Regions from separate parts of the Mus musculus genome. Here all the other regions are linked to region 1. The links are chromatin contacts, called in public HiCAR-type, HiChIP or PLAC-seq and promoter capture Hi-C maps. All regions are on one chromosome and are shown on one strand. The core of a region is the stretch at or near the end of the contact, and the rest is flanking DNA. Distances in the headings are between cores, read along the strand shown.

What was found. HiCAR-type assays count read pairs that join an accessible place to other places. HiChIP or PLAC-seq counts read pairs in DNA pulled down with a chosen protein or histone mark. Capture Hi-C pulls out chosen DNA fragments and counts their contacts.
Region 2: a HiCAR-type map of astrocytes shows a contact between it and region 1, with 2.4 times the contacts expected there. The contact joins the promoter of Rmnd5a here to the promoter of 0610030E20Rik in region 1. A contact is called at or near these places in 2 of 39 promoter capture datasets (the C10 cell line and pre-B cells), 1 of 484 Hi-C or Micro-C datasets (CD4 T cells), 3 of 115 datasets of contacts at active chromatin or transcription factors (astrocytes, bone marrow-derived macrophages and thymic regulatory T cells) and 2 of 9 other capture datasets (adipose tissue and liver).
Region 3: a contact with region 1 is called in a promoter capture Hi-C map of liver, with 5 times the contacts expected there. The contact joins the promoter of Rnf103 here to the promoter of 0610030E20Rik in region 1. A contact is called at or near these places in 4 of 39 promoter capture datasets (the C10 cell line, the HPC-7 cell line, liver and 1 more), 1 of 484 Hi-C or Micro-C datasets (CD8 T cells), 2 of 115 datasets of contacts at active chromatin or transcription factors (astrocytes and pancreatic cancer cells) and 2 of 9 other capture datasets (liver and pancreatic islet).
Region 4: a contact with region 1 is called in a HiCAR-type map of astrocytes, with 4 times the contacts expected there. The contact joins the promoter of Chmp3 here to the promoter of 0610030E20Rik in region 1. A contact is called at or near these places in 1 of 39 promoter capture datasets (pre-B cells), 4 of 115 datasets of contacts at active chromatin or transcription factors (astrocytes, double positive thymocytes, microglia and 1 more) and 1 of 9 other capture datasets (liver).
Region 5: a contact with region 1 is called in a FOXA1 HiChIP or PLAC-seq map of pancreatic cancer cells. The contact joins the promoter of Tmsb10 here to the promoter of 0610030E20Rik in region 1. A contact is called at or near these places in 2 of 39 promoter capture datasets (cranial neural crest and pre-B cells), 2 of 484 Hi-C or Micro-C datasets (embryonic stem cells and nephron progenitors), 1 of 115 datasets of contacts at active chromatin or transcription factors (pancreatic cancer cells) and 1 of 9 other capture datasets (adipose tissue).

The regions. Positions count from the first base shown.
Region 1 is chr6:72,345,658-72,348,870 of GRCm38.p6, forward strand. It overlaps 0610030E20Rik (RIKEN cDNA 0610030E20 gene), which reads left to right and starts at 1,660. Exons shown (of 4, transcript NM_026696.1): 1 at 1,660-1,858; 2 at 1,936-2,054; 3 at 2,872-3,023. The coding sequence starts at 1,752.
Region 2 is chr6:71,439,006-71,442,218 of GRCm38.p6, forward strand. It overlaps Rmnd5a (required for meiotic nuclear division 5 homolog A), which reads right to left and starts at 1,632. Exons shown (of 9, transcript NM_024288.2): 1 at 993-1,632. The coding sequence starts at 1,134.
Region 3 is chr6:71,492,382-71,495,594 of GRCm38.p6, forward strand. It overlaps Rnf103 (ring finger protein 103), which reads left to right and starts at 1,496. Exons shown (of 4, transcript NM_009543.3): 1 at 1,496-2,507. The coding sequence starts at 2,282.
Region 4 is chr6:71,542,341-71,545,553 of GRCm38.p6, forward strand. It overlaps Chmp3 (charged multivesicular body protein 3), which reads left to right and starts at 1,512. Exons shown (of 6, transcript NM_025783.4): 1 at 1,512-1,693. The coding sequence starts at 1,649.
Region 5 is chr6:72,956,795-72,960,007 of GRCm38.p6, forward strand. It overlaps Tmsb10 (thymosin, beta 10), which reads right to left and starts at 1,689. Exons shown (of 3, transcript NM_025284.4): 1 at 1,543-1,689; 2 at 1,119-1,230; 3 at 553-858. The coding sequence starts at 1,218. The coding sequence ends at 824.

The DNA.
Region 1 (3,213 bases), core at 410-2,909:
GAGTCATGCCTTAGTCCCTGCCTATTTGAACAGTTCCATCGAAGTATAATTGATATACAAGATAGTACACGTTTGATGTGTCTAATTTGCTAAATTGCGATGTATGAACACTTACAGATTCAAGAGAAGAAACTTGTCTCACCCCAGAAATGTCCTGTGCCCACGTGGAATCCCACCCAAACCACAATAGTGACTACATTTCCTAGAATTTTATGTTCAAGTATGAGTCGGTGTTTCCTCTTTCTGACCAGGTCTCATTCACGTCTAGGGTAAGGCAGTCTGTTCCTTTACTTTCAATATAACAATTCCATCAAGCAGATGCACTTGATTCTGTCACTGCTCTAATAAGTTTCTGATGTTTACATTTTAAACTGAAAACTTGGAAAGCTATACTCTCAGGATCAGGCAAAACAAATCCCAAAGTTTAAGGCCAACTGAGCTACATAGTTAATTCAAGACTATCCTAGGCTACATGCCAGAAGGAAAGAAACAAGAGAAGGCTATGCACTATTAGACCCTCAAAAGCCTTGGTTCCTCTCATGGTCAGTTAAGCAAGTGGTCTGGACACCAGCAGTGCAGCTCCAATGTGGCTGAAATAGGGACTGGGTATGGGTGGGGAAAACTTACCTACGTGAGCACTTGTCTGCCTCATTGCCTATCAGAGACAGATGTTTTTAGTATGTCCACTAATAAGCAAACAAACGGAGGAGATTGGCTCAATTGGTGAGAAAGCTTACTGTCCAAGCATGAGTCCAAAACTCCAGCACCCGTGGAAAAAGCTGACAGTGGGCTCATGCCTATAGTCCTAGCCATGTGGGAAATGGAGACAGGAGGACCACTAGGGCTTGGTGGCTGTCAGCTGAATTACAGGTTAAGTGAGAGGCCCTATCTCAAAGGAACAGGTAGAGAATACAGACAAGAGCACCCAGTGTCGTCCTCTTGCCTATACACACACACTACAAAAACAAAATTAAGGAAACCTAGGCACATTTAGATTAAAGAGTCAACCAAGTGGCATATATTAACATGTCTTCTTTAATTCTGCCATAAAGAAATGTCATTTGTAGGGAAATGGTGAACCTAAAGATGTTAAGCGAATTCAGTATAATTTAGAAAGAGTAATCACCAATATTGCATGTTTTTCCCATATGTAGGACCTAGATTTTAAGTGTGTATGTGTGTGTGTGTGTGTGTGTGTGTGTGTGTGTGTGTGTAAGAGGGGAGAGAAGGGGAGAGAACTATAGGAGGCAAGGAGGGGGTCTAAAAGAAGATGGAGCAGAGGTGATGGAGATGACAAAATATTTCTCATGAGCAGAATCTAGCTTTAAAGACAGGAGCAAAGTAGATACACACAACACATAGACACACGCATATGATCTCATAGTGAAGTTTATTATACTAAAGGGCTAGGAAAAGAAAGTCAACATCTCTAGACTAATAGAATGCATTTTCAGTATTCGTGGATGACTCGAATTTTTAAAAATAATTTCCTGGTATTAGCTATATATACTCCTTCTTTCGTTCAGGTGATACCACAAAGTAAGAGGACCTCCAGCTCTACGGGCGCTCACAGATGAAGGTTCTCAAATTTCGAAAGCATCTCTGCTCCGCTGCGCCTGGCCCTACGCAACCGGAAAAAGGGCATCGGAGCCGGAAGCCGAGGTCGGCGGCCGGAAGTCATGGTCCGCAGCCGAAGGCCCTAATTCCGCGGCAGTTGTGGCGGTTACGGCGGTTCTGTACCCAGCATACGAATGGAGGCGGCCCAGGATCACGGGCCGGGGTTGTGCTGCAAGCCCGGCGGGCGTCTGGACATGAGCCACGGCTTCGTACACCACATCCGTCGGAACCAGCTCGATCGGTACCGCCCCGCCCCAGGCCCGGCCCGGCCCGATTCGGCCGGGTGACAGCGCCTGACTCCCGCTCGGCTCCCCGCAGGGACGACTACGACAAGAAGGTGAAGCAGGCGGCCAAGGAGAAGGCGAGGAGGCGCCACACGCCCGCGCCCACGCGGCCCCGCAAGCCAGACCTACAAGTGTACCTGCCGCGCCACCGAGGTGAGCCGCCGCCTGTCGCCCGCCCGCCCGCGGTCCCGCCCCCGGGCAAGCCCCTCTCTCTGCGTCAGGGCTCCTGCCCACCTGGCCCTTACAGCAGCCACTGCATCAATAGCAGCGCCCCCTGGGCCAGTGACCCCAGTTAAACTGCACTGTTATATAAGGTAGCTGGGACCCGGCCAGGAAACGCTGTCCACCAGTGTGATCTATCAGGCTGGGTTTTAATATTTCTGCCACCTGGAAGAGAAAGTGTGGCAGGGATTTAAAAAAAAAGAAAAGAAAAGAAAGATCAGTACATAAAATGAAACAAACCCAGTAAATGGCCTTTTCTTGGGCTTTCTGTGACCATGAACTCATGTTGACTAACATATGACACTAAGTTTGTGGGCTGTTCTTTACAGAGGGGTTAGATCTTGAGTACATTATTGAGTCCGTAGGACGCTGTTAAGCTGAGGACTCTTATGTCTGTTTCCCTAGCCAGAGAGGTGAATAAGGTGTCCAACATCACAGACCTAGTAAATGGCAGAGCCTGGATTTGAACTGAGGCAGAGCTCTGTCCATCCTTTCAGCAGCTTCCAGTGATATTTGCAGGAGACATATGCAGCTTATACTTACTTTTTAACAGATTGTGCTGGAGTGGAGGGAAGAAGTTAAAATCCTGATTGACAGCTACATACATAACACACACACACACACATACACACCCAGGGTCTGTTGGAAGCTTGGAGGCTTTCTTGGTGCTGTTTTTCTGATCATTTCTGTGGGCAGGGGTTTTAGCAGCATACCCCCTCTTCCCTCTCACTCTGGTTTGCCCTTACAGATGGCTCCACCCACCCCGTGAACCCAGACTGTGAGGAAGCCAGTGAAAGCAGCAGTAGTGGAAGCTCCGAGCTAGAGCCTCCTGGCCGCCAGCTCTTCTGTTTAGACTATGAGGCGGACAGTGGCGAGGTCACTTCAGTTATTGTCTATCAGGTACGCCTTTTGGAAACAGCTGCAGCGTGACCGTCCTGGGCCATGACGGAAACTACCACCAGTTCCTGAACCGCTGTTAATCTCAGGGCCAGTGGGAAAATATGTCTTCCCAGCAGATAGTCTCAGCACATAGAGATTCCTAGTTGGGGGAACAGGGAAAACTTGTGACCCTCAGTTGAGAATCACTGTT
Region 2 (3,213 bases), core at 382-2,881, 910 kb before region 1:
GAGTCAAAATTCAACAGATTTTCTCACACCCCACCTTATTCTGTTAGCATCAAGTATACCATCACCATCAATTCAGTCAAATAATCTTTTCGCATGAAGCCATCAACATGTTTTGCATATATTTATACAGCGTTCCAAAGTGACAGCTGTGTCAGAAGTTGTCAGACTCCTTTACCAGGGAGGAGCAGTCACCCACAACTGAAGTGTTTGGGAAATAAAGGTGTAGAGGAAAGGAGAGGAGAGGCAGGGCTAACACTGCCTTAATCTCACCTGCTACATCCTCATTTCTCCCTGACTAATAAATATCCCTTTAATTTCTGTTCAGCCCACAAAACTGACAAGGGCCCGGACTCTTGAGTAAATCCATAATATTACAAGTCCTTTATCTCTCATTCAGAAAGAGTCAGCATTGTGGCTCCAAGGTACCAGACCTTTAGTGTTATTTTTAAAACACAAAACTCTTTCTCAGAGTTAGCCTTGGCATCTGTGGTACAAGACGTAGGGCCACTGATGAAATAACGTAGGCAAAACACCTTCTACGGAAAAGCTGTTTTCTGAAAGGATTATTAACAAGTACAAACTGGACTAGGTAAGTAACTAGCAACTCGACATCTGCCCGGTCGGACTGTACAGAGGCTACAGCAGGGACGCTGAATGGTTTAAATCGGCCGGCTTCCTAGGAAGAGTTTAGAAGAACTGCCTGCCCACATCAGTCCAACTCTGAAGTTGCAGCAGCCGATGATGTAGAAACCAACCCACAGCTAAGAACGTTAAACTAAGAACCATCAGGGAGAAAAGTCTGCGAGGCCGAAAACTAGACAAAGTCCTGCGCAGACCCTCGTTATCACTCGCACACCTGCGGCCCGCAGGACCCCGCAAGACCCCCAGCCCCGCCCCAGGCCACCGCGTTTCCGGGCGGGTCGCCGCGGCCTGGGGACCAGCAGACGCAGCGCAGGGCCCCGACCCCCGCGCGCCCACGCGCCCGCCCTCACCGTGGCTCTGCAGGATCTCGTGCTTGAGGCCGCCGGTGTAGTCGATGAGCTCCTCCAGGCCCCGCTCGCACAGCTGCCCGTAGCCCGAGAACTTGTGCAGCACCTTCTCCAGCTCGCGCTCCACCGTCACGCACTGATCCATGCCGGAGACCGCGGCGCTCGGCTCCCCGGCGCCCGGGGGTCCGCAGTGGTTCGGCCCGGGCCCCACCGAGGCCGCGTCCTGCTCCTCCTCCCCCAAGGCGGCGAGCGGGCGGCGCGGGAGGCGAAGGCAAGACGGGCGCGCTAGCCGCGGCGCCGGGGGAGCCCCGCGCAGCCTGTGCCCTCCCGCCCCATGGCGCCCCGGCCCCGCCGCTCGCGCTCGCTCGCCCGCCCTACCCGGCGCCGCGTCTCGCCCCGGGCCCCCCTGGCTCGCCGCGTTCGGCCGCCCCTCGGCGGCGCCGCCGATTGTTTTTGTTTTCACGGGAACCGGCCGATGACCTGGTTCTCCCGGGCGGCACCAATAGCCGCGGCCCGGGAGGGGGTCGAGCCTCCCTCACGAGCGGAGGAGGCGGCGCGGGCCGTACCAATCGCGGACTCGGCGAGGGGTCAGGGGGAAGCAGCGGGCGAGCACGGGCGGAGGGCGCGCGGGCGTTCTGAAGGTGTGGGCCGTACCACGCGGGAGGCCGTGAGGGAGCGCGGCGAGGGCGGGGCGAGGGCGGGGCGAGCGACGCAATTGGCCCGCGCAGCTGAACAGGGAACTTTAGCGATAGCGTCAACTACGCGGCCGGTAAACAAGAGGGTGGAAACCGTCCCCGGATGCTCCGCCCAGAAGCAGAAGAGTGACCAATCGACGCGGGGGTTAGGAGCGAGACAAACATCCTCCAATCCTGGGCCGAGGCGTAAAACTTCAGCCAATCCAGACTGAGGAGCCAAACCAATGCGCTCGCTGTTGGAGGGGGGTTGGCTTGAAGAGCGGAGCTTGGCGCTTCTACTGGGAAGCCGCGAGGGGAAACATGACAGCAATTAACGGGGCTGTTTTCTCCAGGATTTCGCCCTGATTGCAATTTGTGTTTTCTCCGCATGGAATTTTGGCCGGAGTTTCGACTGAGAGGCCCACCTCCGGGGCCAAAGGATGTCTGTCTGGCCGCCTAGTGGCGGAGGGCCCGGGCGGGGTCACTAACCCGATGGAAGGTGGTAGCTCTTAGAGGGATGGCCCGCGCCCAGCGTTGGCTCGTTCTTGACGCCCCTCGGCCTGCAAGTGGCCTTCCCTGTCGCCTTGTCCACGTGCTGGGCATCTTGGCGGCGGTCACGAACACGCGTGGGCGAGCTGAGCAACCTGGCCCTTGCTCCTTGCCCTTACCTTGGCGTAGGGCTTTTGCCCTGGTTTACCACGGGGTTCTGGCCTTGGCCTGTGCCCTCTTGCTCACCAGGCTTCTACCCTACTAGCTTTTCGTCAAGTCCCTGCCTCACAGCCTGGGCCTGGGAGAGTCCGCCTTCCTGGGCCTGCAGTTGCCAGCTTGCTTGCCTGCTCATAGCATTCCTACTTCCACCATGGTTGTATCACCTCTGCCTCCCCGAATTTTCTCCATCAATTCATTGTATCTCTTACAGCACAATTTTTTTTTTCTCTCACACATCACTTGTCAAAGTCTAAAATAATAATTGTTTGGAGTTTTGCTTGTTTTGGTTGCACCACTTAAGTAATACTATGAAGGGTAACCCCTTTTGTTGTGGCCTGTTTGTTTCTAGAACACAGCCAGCACCCTGGTGGACAGTCTTTCTTTTCCTTTAATTCAGGTGGTAACCTTTTTAAAGTTCAATTTCCGTTTTTATAATGTGGCAGCTAGTGGGCGGGTGGTTATATATGATGGCCTTTAGTGGTCCTGGATATTTGGAAGTTCAGCTGATGGTATTTCAGGGCTCCTTTCTGTCCCTCATCACGCCATTTGCTTTTAGTCCTCTTTCTTGGCAGATGGCCCTGATTCCTACTTCTCGAAAATAAAAAACCTTTTAGCTCCATCAATCTTGCCATTCTCCTCAAAAGGTTTTCTAGCTACCATCCATTTTGTGAAAATACTCAGGCATCCAAAAGAAGAAAGGGCCCTCTTCCTTTGTAAAACAAGCCCGAGGGTGCCTGGCATCATCTTACTGCTGTCTAGAGCGTCCTTGCCTGGCTGTACTTTAGTTCTTCCTGCTTGGGGATGGAGTGGACCTGACTTAGCAACCTTCACTTGACCCCTCT
Region 3 (3,213 bases), core at 246-2,745, 850 kb before region 1:
GTCTGAAGCTGTACATTCCTGCCCACCCTGCTCCTAGGCTTCTTCCTTCCTAGCTCCTCCACTAGCTGTACACCGAGATGCCTTTGTTAACTGCGTTATAAAGGGGTACTATCCTTTGTCTACATTTTATGATCCATTCTTTGTTTTCCATGGCTCATTTGCTCCCTGATTGAGGGTCACACTCTCTCCCTAAAAATTTCACCCCTGGTTTAGGGTTGTTCATGCTTTTCCTTGCTGGCTAACATTTCACCTGGAATTCCTACTTGTTTTCCTGATCAAGAAGACTCACACACACGCACACATGCACACACACGCGCGTACACACACACACACACACACACACACACACACAGAAACAGAGAGAGAGAGACAGAGTGGGGGAGAAAGACAGAGAGAGGGAGAAAGACAGAGAGAGAGAGAGAGAGAGAGAGAGAGAGAGAGAGAGAGAGAGAACATGACCCTGCTAGAGTTAAATAAACACGGAACCAGGTACCATACGCTTGCCTGTCAAACTCATTTTATATGAGTTCTTCTGGCTGGCTAAAACACACAGACCTTTGCACCTGGACCTAACCACACCTAACAACTTTTGTCCTGACAACTCAGACCTTCATTGTCTACTTTTTAACCCTCTAGGAGACTAGCCACAACTGGATCACATACTAAAATTCTTTTTGGCCATACCTCCTCCAACACACATGTGAAAATCGCATTCTAAAGCAAAGGTAGAAAAACATCTGTTTTCAGAGTTTCACCTCAAGCACCTCAAGCCAGCTGTGCCACCCCTCCCCCCCACCCCACCCCGAACAAAAAACTAAACAAAAGAAAAACCCAAAAGCATCCGCGGTTGACAGGGACTGGACTTAAAACACAGATTCTGATTTTTACAGATCTTGATGATTTGGGTGGGTGTGGTGGTGCACGGTTTTTTTTTTTTTTTTTTTTTTTTTTTTGGGTTTTCGAGACAGGGTTTCTCTGTGTAGCCCTGGCTGTCCTGGAACTCACTCTGTAGACCAAGCTGGCCTCGAACTCAGAAATCCGCCTGCCTCTGCCTCCCGAGTGCTGGGATTAAAGGCGTGCGCCACCACGCCCGGCGGTGCACGGTTTTAATCCCAGCACTTCCATGCCTGGCAGGCAATCTCTGAATTCTGAGGCCCGCTTGGTGTTCAGAGCGGTTCCAGGCGGGCCAGGACTATTTAATAAGGCAGTGTCTCAAAACAAAACAAAAACCACAAACAAAAACGAACATCTTTTAGCAGCCTTTATTTTTCACGCTCAGCACAAAGGTGCACAGTGTCGCAGGGTCCAATGTCCAATCCTGGGACTGAAATCAGTGACTAAACATCAGCGCATCAGAGGGCTGGGACCGCGAGAGCACAGTAACTCGGAAGGTTTACCCAGCCCAGCCTCCCGCAGCCCCTCTCTCCCCTTGCACCCCGCGGCTTCTAACCCCGCCCCTGCCGAGACCCCGCCCCGATGCCGACGTCAGTTGTTATGTCTTGACTGGGGCCGCGGCTACAGCGGGTCCAGTGCTCTGGGGGCGACGGCCGCGGCCTGCAGAGGCGGCAGGGACGGTGGCCGCGGTTGGCGCGGCGCGTCCGCACGGGGCTGGGCACCGCGCGGCTACGCAGCTGACAGGAAGCCGCCCGGGAGAGCCGCGTTGGGGCCTAGCGTTATTTGCTTTTTCCTCTTTTTTTCCTCCCTTCACGACTGTCGTCTCGCGCTCCTCCTCAGCGGGAGCCGCCGCGACGCCCCCTCGCGGGCCGCGGGGCCTGATAGGCGCCGCCCGCGGGAACCTGGAGCTGCCGCCAGGCCTGGGCGGCCGCCGGGGCCTGAAGCCTGGGCGTTCGGCGCGGCGCTGCGGCGGTCACTCCAACCCGCGCTGGGCGCGCCGGGCCCCGGGCCTGGCCCAGCCGAGTACCGCGCCCTCTGGACCACTCAGTCCGGCCCCAACCGCCCTCCGCTGGCCCGCAGTCCCTCGGAGCTGCCTCCCGGTCACCCCAGGTGGGCTCTTGCCCTCTTCCAGCCGTCCGCAGCTCGATGGGTGGGGTGCGTTTGAACGTCCCCCCTTCTCCCTTTCTCAGCTCCTGACCGCAAGGCCAGAGCCGGGGCTCTCAGTCGCACGCACGCCGCGATCCACCTGCCTCCCCGCGGGGATGGCCCGCCGGTGACCGCCGCGCGCCCTCGCTGCCCTCGCCCAGGCTGCGCTCTGTCGCCCCGCACTCGATCCCCTTCCCTTGTCCACGGCGTCCCGGCTCCTGGCGACGCCAAGAGGGCGAAGATGTGGCTGAAGCTGTTTTTCTTGCTCCTGTATTTCCTGGTCCTGTTCGTCCTGGCCAGGTTTTTTGAGGCCATTGTGTGGTACGAGACTGGCATCTTTGCTACTCAGCTGGTGGATCCGGTGGCATTGAGCTTCAAGAAGCTGAAGACCATTCTGGAGTGTCGAGGGCTGGGCTACTCCGGGCTGCCGGAGAAGAAAGATGTTCGGGAGCTGGTGGAGAAGTCAGGCAAGTGCTGGGCTCCTGGAGGTCGCCTCCACTGTCCTGGCTCTTACCCACTCCCCAGAATTAGGCGGTCCCCAGAATGGTTAAACAGACTGCTCCAGAGAGCTGCCCAGGTCATCTTTGTCTACGTTTTCTAAATAAATATGTAAATCTCGGTTTGGAAAAGACAACTGTTAGGTGTATTGGTGTGTTCCAAAGGCTCTTTGGAAATGACAGTTTGAAAGTGTAGCTTTAAAAAAAAATCATTAAATTGAATCATTTGTCCCAGAATTCAGGAACGTCAGTTGAAATTGATTATAGAGAAAGGAAAAATTACAAAACATAGTCTGTAAATAGCAGCATCTGCATCCACAATAAAAACAAGCTACCAGGAGGGTAAAACATCATTAAAATAATAACAAAAGGCACGTGGACCTAAAGATTTACGTGTAAATTATGCATTTAATTATAGGTAAGGTGTACACAGTGCAATATTGCTTTTTATACTTTAGTGAACATTTTGTGTGGCTGTTGGCCTTGTTTAGAGTAAATATTTTCTTGCAGATTATACATTTTATTTTTGAATCTTGACTTACCTTTCTTGTCATGTGTCACAGGCATCTCTGCGTCACTTAATGGGTTGAGGAAAAGACTTGAAATAGTGCTGAAAGAATATTTAATGTAGCCGTTGATTTGGGGTAGGATTGGGTGGGGAAATACAGTTAACTTT
Region 4 (3,213 bases), core at 262-2,761, 800 kb before region 1:
GAACGTAGAAGGGCTGAAGACAATGTGGTCATCCCCTATGTGGGTCTTTCCAACTGAGCTTTTAACCAGAGTTGGGACTTGTTGTCTTGGGCTTCTCTTTGAGGCTACTGCTTGTGCTGGGGAGATTCTTCTGACCCTCCCTTTGTTGTGTTCGAGTACCCCGATATGAGAATACCTCTTATCTATAGTGTCTTTATGATCAGACTTTCTAAATTAAAAGAGGCAAGTTTGCTAAAAGCAAGGAGAATTAGTTGTTGGAGTGGTAGGAGGAAAGGGCTGGCTTGGTAGCAAATAAACAAATACTCTGAAAACAAACAAAAGTAAACAAACCCTCCCTCTGCATGAGAACAAAATAACAGGGTATCCAACCAGTTCAGAATAAACCAATGGACCATTGACAAAACACAAGGAAGGCCAAAGCTCAGAAGGAATTCAGCATCCACCTGAAGACGCAGCACAGCCAGGCACAGAACGCTTCATGTTCGTACCTGGTGCCCACCCGGGTGAAAGTGTGAATTAAAATGGGCAAAGTGGATGGCAGGTGCCATAAGTATGCCAGTTTAGTTCCTTTGTGTTTTAAAAGAGATTAGGAAACAAAAATCAGTAAAGGCCAAGGGAAGAGTCAGAGGAATGGATGTGGACAACATATCACATTCATGAATGAAATTCTCCAACAATAACATTTTAAAAATAATAAAGAAAATTAGGAGTCTGATTTCCTCTCCACCCAGCCAGTGGCCATATTACAATTTATAGAAAGCTATGATATGAAAGCCAGAACATATGCAGACTTAACTGTAAGATATACTAACTGGTTCCTTCCCAGAGGGAATAGACAATGGACCCAGGTTGCCTCTGTTCCATTAGAGAATATTTATGTTTATCATTAAAGTTTCAGTAAAGAAAATAGGGTTTTTTTTAAAAAAGATTTCCCCGGTGTTTGTTTTTTAAAGGTAAGATGAGGCTGTAGAAGTGGCTTCCTGTTCTTCCAGGGGCCCAAGTTTCCTTGCACAGTTCCTTGTCTATGAATCCATTTCTTTAATGTGTGCAGAATGCAAGTCTTTTGTTATCTCTTCTTTAAAAGTTAGTTTCAGCTGACTCGTGCAGGTCTGTTTAACCTTAATCTTACAAGCGAAACAAATGTTATAATCTGTTGAATCAATCCCTTCTTCTCCAGCTTCAGCATAAGATCACTGCTAGAACTTTTAAGACTTCCTACAAAGGGGAAAGAAGGCGATGTCAAGTTTTCGAGTAGGTGTGTAGATTTGCAGTCTGTGAGGTGACTACGGACCCAAAGAGAAACCCATCCACAAATATCTGGGAAGTGGTTGTAAATATGCGTGACAGCGTTGAGATATATATTTCTGGGCTAGCTGACAGGTTTTGGGTGTAGGCAATAAATATCTTAAGAGTTACTTCTATACTTCACTTAAGCTCCCTTATGAGCAATGGTGTCATCCACACTGTAGAACCCCACCCAACTTAACTCTGCGCCTGCGCCGCGCGCGTGCGTACTAGCCCTGCTGCCGCCGCGCCCTTCTCTGGGCGTCTGATTCCCTTCCTCCCAGCCCCGCCCAGGCGGCTGCCCGTGACCTGCCTGGGCGCAGGGAACGGAAAGTCGGAAGGGGTAAGAGGAGTTCAGTTCATCATGGGACTCTTTGGAAAAACCCAGGAGAAGCCTCCCAAAGAGCTGGTAAGGGCCAGCGACCGGGGAAGCTCCGCAGCGGAGGTGGGAACAGCCAGCTGCGCTCTCAGGCTGGCCCCTATTTCCGGGGCCTTCCACTCTGCCGAGGGGCCGAGGGAAGAGTTTAGGATTGGGATGTGAGGAGAAGCGCGCCTTGGCCGCTCGGCGTCCGACCCGGGTGTGTAGGGCCTGGTTAGGAGCACCTCGGCCTCGCCCCCAGGCGCTGGAGGCGCCACGCCGCCGGGCCCCGAGGAAGCACTCTCTCCCCTGCGCGCGGTGGTACGGGCCGCCCGGAACCTTTCTCCTGCGCAAGCCCCGCCCCCGCGCCGGCCTGCAGACCACCCGGAGGACTTGCCCTAGACCGGAAGGTTGTGTGCGGTGAACCGGGTCGGAGCCCCCAAAAAGTCCAGGCACCTGCCAGGCAGGTCCTTTTCTCGCTCTCCTCTGTGTGCAGGGAAGCCCGACTTGTGTTTATTCTAGAAGCTCAGTTCTCTCAGGCCCTACCCATAAGGATGCTACCGAAAACAGTTCGGATCCTACTCTGAATCCTTAGATCTGCCTATCAATTGAGTTATTTTAGAAACCAAGTATCAGCCGCCTAAGTTTGAGTCCTACTTTTAGACGTCTCGGCTCTCTGATCTCGAAAAACTTGTCCGAGACTTCTCCTATGTCAAGTAGGAAGAGTGCTACCGCAGTAATTGACCATTGAAGGATGTGAAGTTTGAGCTAGTAGTGGTAGTGAAGGTGCATTCTTTTTTTTGTTTTGTTTTTGTTTTTTTCGAGACAGGGTTTCTCTGTGTAGACCTGGCTGTCCTGGAACTCTCTTTGTAGACCAGGCTGGCCTCGAACTCAGAAATCCGCCTGCCTCTGCCTCCCAAGTGCTGGGATTAAAGGCATGCGCCACCACCGCCCAGCGTGAAGGTGCATTCTTTACACACCCAGCCTTATTACTGACCACCAGTAGTCGCACCAACAGTACCAGCTCCCAGCACATAGCACTTGTGGGGTCCCATTCCAGACCTACTAAATCAGATTTAAATTATGACTATCCCGAGTGGTTAGAATGTGCCTTGACCTTTGAGAAGCACTGTTTCTACAGCACTCAAACTTGTCCTTCTAAACCTTTAGTTCACTTATGGAAGTGTAGCTGTCAAGCCAGTCTAATTAACGTTGCCATTTTCCGGTGCGTGTTCTTTTTTTTTTTTTTTTTTAAGAGGGGTACTTTACTAGAGGAGAAATTGACATTACATTCTTAGCAATGACACTTATTATTTAAAATAATGGAAACGTTAAACGAGTAATGTACATACCAGGCATAAGTTTAAATAGTAATAAGACTGTTTTCTTTAGACTATCTCAACTTATGGATGACAAAGCTAAAGCCACACACTAGTAATGATTTACTTATCTTCAAGAAGAGTATACAAATACCACAAAATGGTCTACATAATGTTCTGAAGTGAAATTGTATGCTTGTCTCATTTAAGTTCCACATGTTCAGTTTTATACGAGAGAGCAAAATGTAACAG
Region 5 (3,213 bases), core at 439-2,938, 610 kb after region 1:
CATTCGCATAAGGTTCAGAGACAAAAAACTAGGCTGATCTCCGTGGCTGCAGTTCTGAAGATGTTCCGCAAGTTGTGATATAATGCGGTTTTATCTGGCCTTTGTTTTTATTTCACCTCATTCTGTTAACACCCAATAGAAAACCTCGTGTGTTTGTGTCTGAGGGATGGACCCCGACCTCGCCCAATTTCCCACATTCCTGAATGATTCTTTGCATCCTTTCCTCTCAGACTTTAACAAATCACTGCTTCTGGTGTGCGTGAAAGGTTAAGAGGGCAGAAGAAAAGGTAGGATTTGAAGAGCCGATCAAAAGCAAAGCTTAATCTTTTGGACAGCATTTTTCAAAATGGGGTTAAAATTGACATGGATCGCATTAAGGGCGAAGCAACTGAGAACCCAGGAAACCGCATGTCGAGAAGCACGTAAAACAAAAATAAAAACGATACATCCTCCTCACCCATTCTACCACGTCCCCTCCTCTCTCCCTGCGGCACAACTCACTCCCAGACCGCTCTGCCCACGCATACTCAACTAAAAAATTCAGACCACGCCAACCATGCCACGAGGTGTTTTTATTTTCATCAATCATACAAATAATTTTCTATAATATCCCAGGGCAAACCGGTGAAATTTGGCAGTCCGATTAGTGGAGGGGTCCCCTTCAGAGACCCGCGGGCCGGTGGCATCGGCTCGGAGTGCCCGGGTTTCACAGTGCAGCTTGTGGCTCGCGTCCATCTTGCAGGTGGCTCTTCCTCCACATCACGAGGGGGTCTTGGAGATGATGGGGCGGGGTGGGGTGGGGTGGGGAAATCTTCCTAGGCTTTTAGGAGATTTCACTCCTCTTTTCCTGTTCAATGGCTGCGAAGGGAGGGATGTGGTCATTGGAGCTACCTTACAGCCCCCCATACCCAACCCACAAACCTGGTGTGGGTGAGGCACCCACGAGGCCTGCGGACAGAGAAGGGGTTTGGAAGAGACAAAGTGCTTTGTGTGACTGGAAGGGTGGCTGTGGCCTTAGATTCGGGGTGGGAAGATAGTGGCCGGATGGGGGTGGGGGTGCCGGGCTGGCACAGCAGGGAAGGGAGGAGCGCTGGGGTGGGAACCCGGGGCACACTTACTCTCTTTGGTCGGCAGGGTGTTCTTCTCCTGCGTCTCGGTTTTCTTCAGCTTGGCCTTATCGAAGCTGGCGATTTCCCCCATGTCCGGCTTGTCTGCCATTTTCTTACAACTCTGATGGGCGAAACAAGGTGATAATGGGTGGCCAGGGGCTTGGGGGTGACCAGCGCGTCCTGGATCCCGCGCCTTCCGCGAACGCCTCTCAACGTGGCATTCCCAGTCCTGGGCGTTCCCGCAGCCCGGAGGCCGAGGATCCTAGACTCGTCCACCACACCCTCCCTCCGAAGCCCCAGGGCGTGGCCTGCTAGCCCCAGAAGATTCCAAACCGCCGGGTCGCCTGTTGCAACCGAAGGGGAACGCGCCCGCCAGCCATAAACTGGCCCGACCCCACCCAGGGTAGGCCCCAAGGCCGGCGCTGTGCCTTACCGTGGATTCTCCTTCCGAGCTCGCGCTCCAGGTGCTCCCACTCTCGTTGCTGCAGCAAGAGACAAAAGAGCGGCGCCCGCCCCTCGTCTTATATACACCGCGCCCCGCCCCGCCTCTCGCCCGCCGCAACGAGGGCGTGGCCAGCCCGCGCGGAGGGCGTGGCCAGCGCGCGCGGGGGCTGGGGGGCGCTCAGCATCTCCAGGCTGCCTGGGGCTCCGCCCTTCTCGGCCCGCGTTCCTAACCCGTTGCGATCCCGCGTGGAGGGTGGCAGGCACCAGCTCCCGGTGGTCTCTTTTCTTGATATATCTCCTTTTCCTAGTACCCAGGAGCCTGCTGCTCACCCCGCGGGAAGGGCGTGGGGGGGGGGGCAGCGGGGAAGGACTTGGGGTTTTGTTGAATGTATGTGTGGTGTAGGGTTGTGGGTGTGCGGGCGAGCACGCGCGCTCTGCTGCAGCCCTGCTCGCGGGAGACACCCCACCCGCGTCGCCTCAAGTCTCTTGCGTTTGCTCTCCAGAGTCTCCTTCTTTCTATTTTCTTGTGGTTGGTGCTTCTTAAAACAAGCTGTTTTCAGGCATTGTCTAAGGGCGGAGGTGGGAGCTAGGACTCCCGGGAGGGCTCCGCTGTTCCTTTTCTCAGTGGCCTTTTAGAAACACTGTACTGGAGGGTGCGGTTTTTCTCCTTCAGTTAACCTTCAATGTGGTTTTTAGAAGGAAAAAGAGGGGAAAAAGCTCCTGTGCCTGCAAACCTTGCTTTTTCTTGTTAACCCATTCCAGGAGTGGGATACTGCACTCCTGAAAAAGTTACCTCTTCAGCTCCTACAACCCCCATGGACAGTGAGTTCTATTATATCACCCAGGGCTGAAACGCCATCCATCCCCACTCCCATCCCTTTTCCTGTGTTGAATATAGAGCATATTCTACTGATAGAAGAAAAAGAGGAGAAACATTTCCTGAACGGCAAACTTCATGGTTCAGATAGACAGACAAAGAGCAAAATATCTTTGCTTGAAGTAATAACAGTTTAGTGGGGGTGGGGGTTGTAGAGAGTTGTCTCATCCACGTGGGGCTCACCCACACGGTGGCTTACAAGCATCTGTAGCTCTAGTTTTAGGAGACTTGGCATCCTCTTCTGGCCTGCTTGGGCACCAGGTATGAGTTTGGTGTGCATAAAACACTCATGCACATAAAATAAAAATAAATCTTTTAAAGAAAGTTGTTTCTTATGTAACACAATCCTGTGATTTCTGTACTAGTCTCCTTTTTAAAAAATTATTTTCTTTAGAAAGGGCGTCACCTGTTTATGTAGCCATATGTTTATGGATCTCAGTATGTAGATCAGCCTGGATTTGAACTCATAGAGATTGGCCTGTTTCTTGAATGTTAGGCCTAAAAGCCTGTGTTATCATGCCTGGCTTTGTGCTTTTTATTGCATAGTGACTGGTATTCAGGCCCCCTTTCTCTTGTTATTCTGGACCCCTCCATCTTCTATATCCAGGCAGTGGACCAGGAAAGAAAGGAGGATGAAAAGTCACACTAGAATTTAGCCTCAGATTCAGAAGTCGCTTCCATCACTTCTGTCTTCATTTCCTTGGCCTAGAATGTAGTCACATGCTCTTACCCAAAGTCCAGGAAATCTGGGAAACCGAAAGCAGGGCTGGGCAGATTGAAACA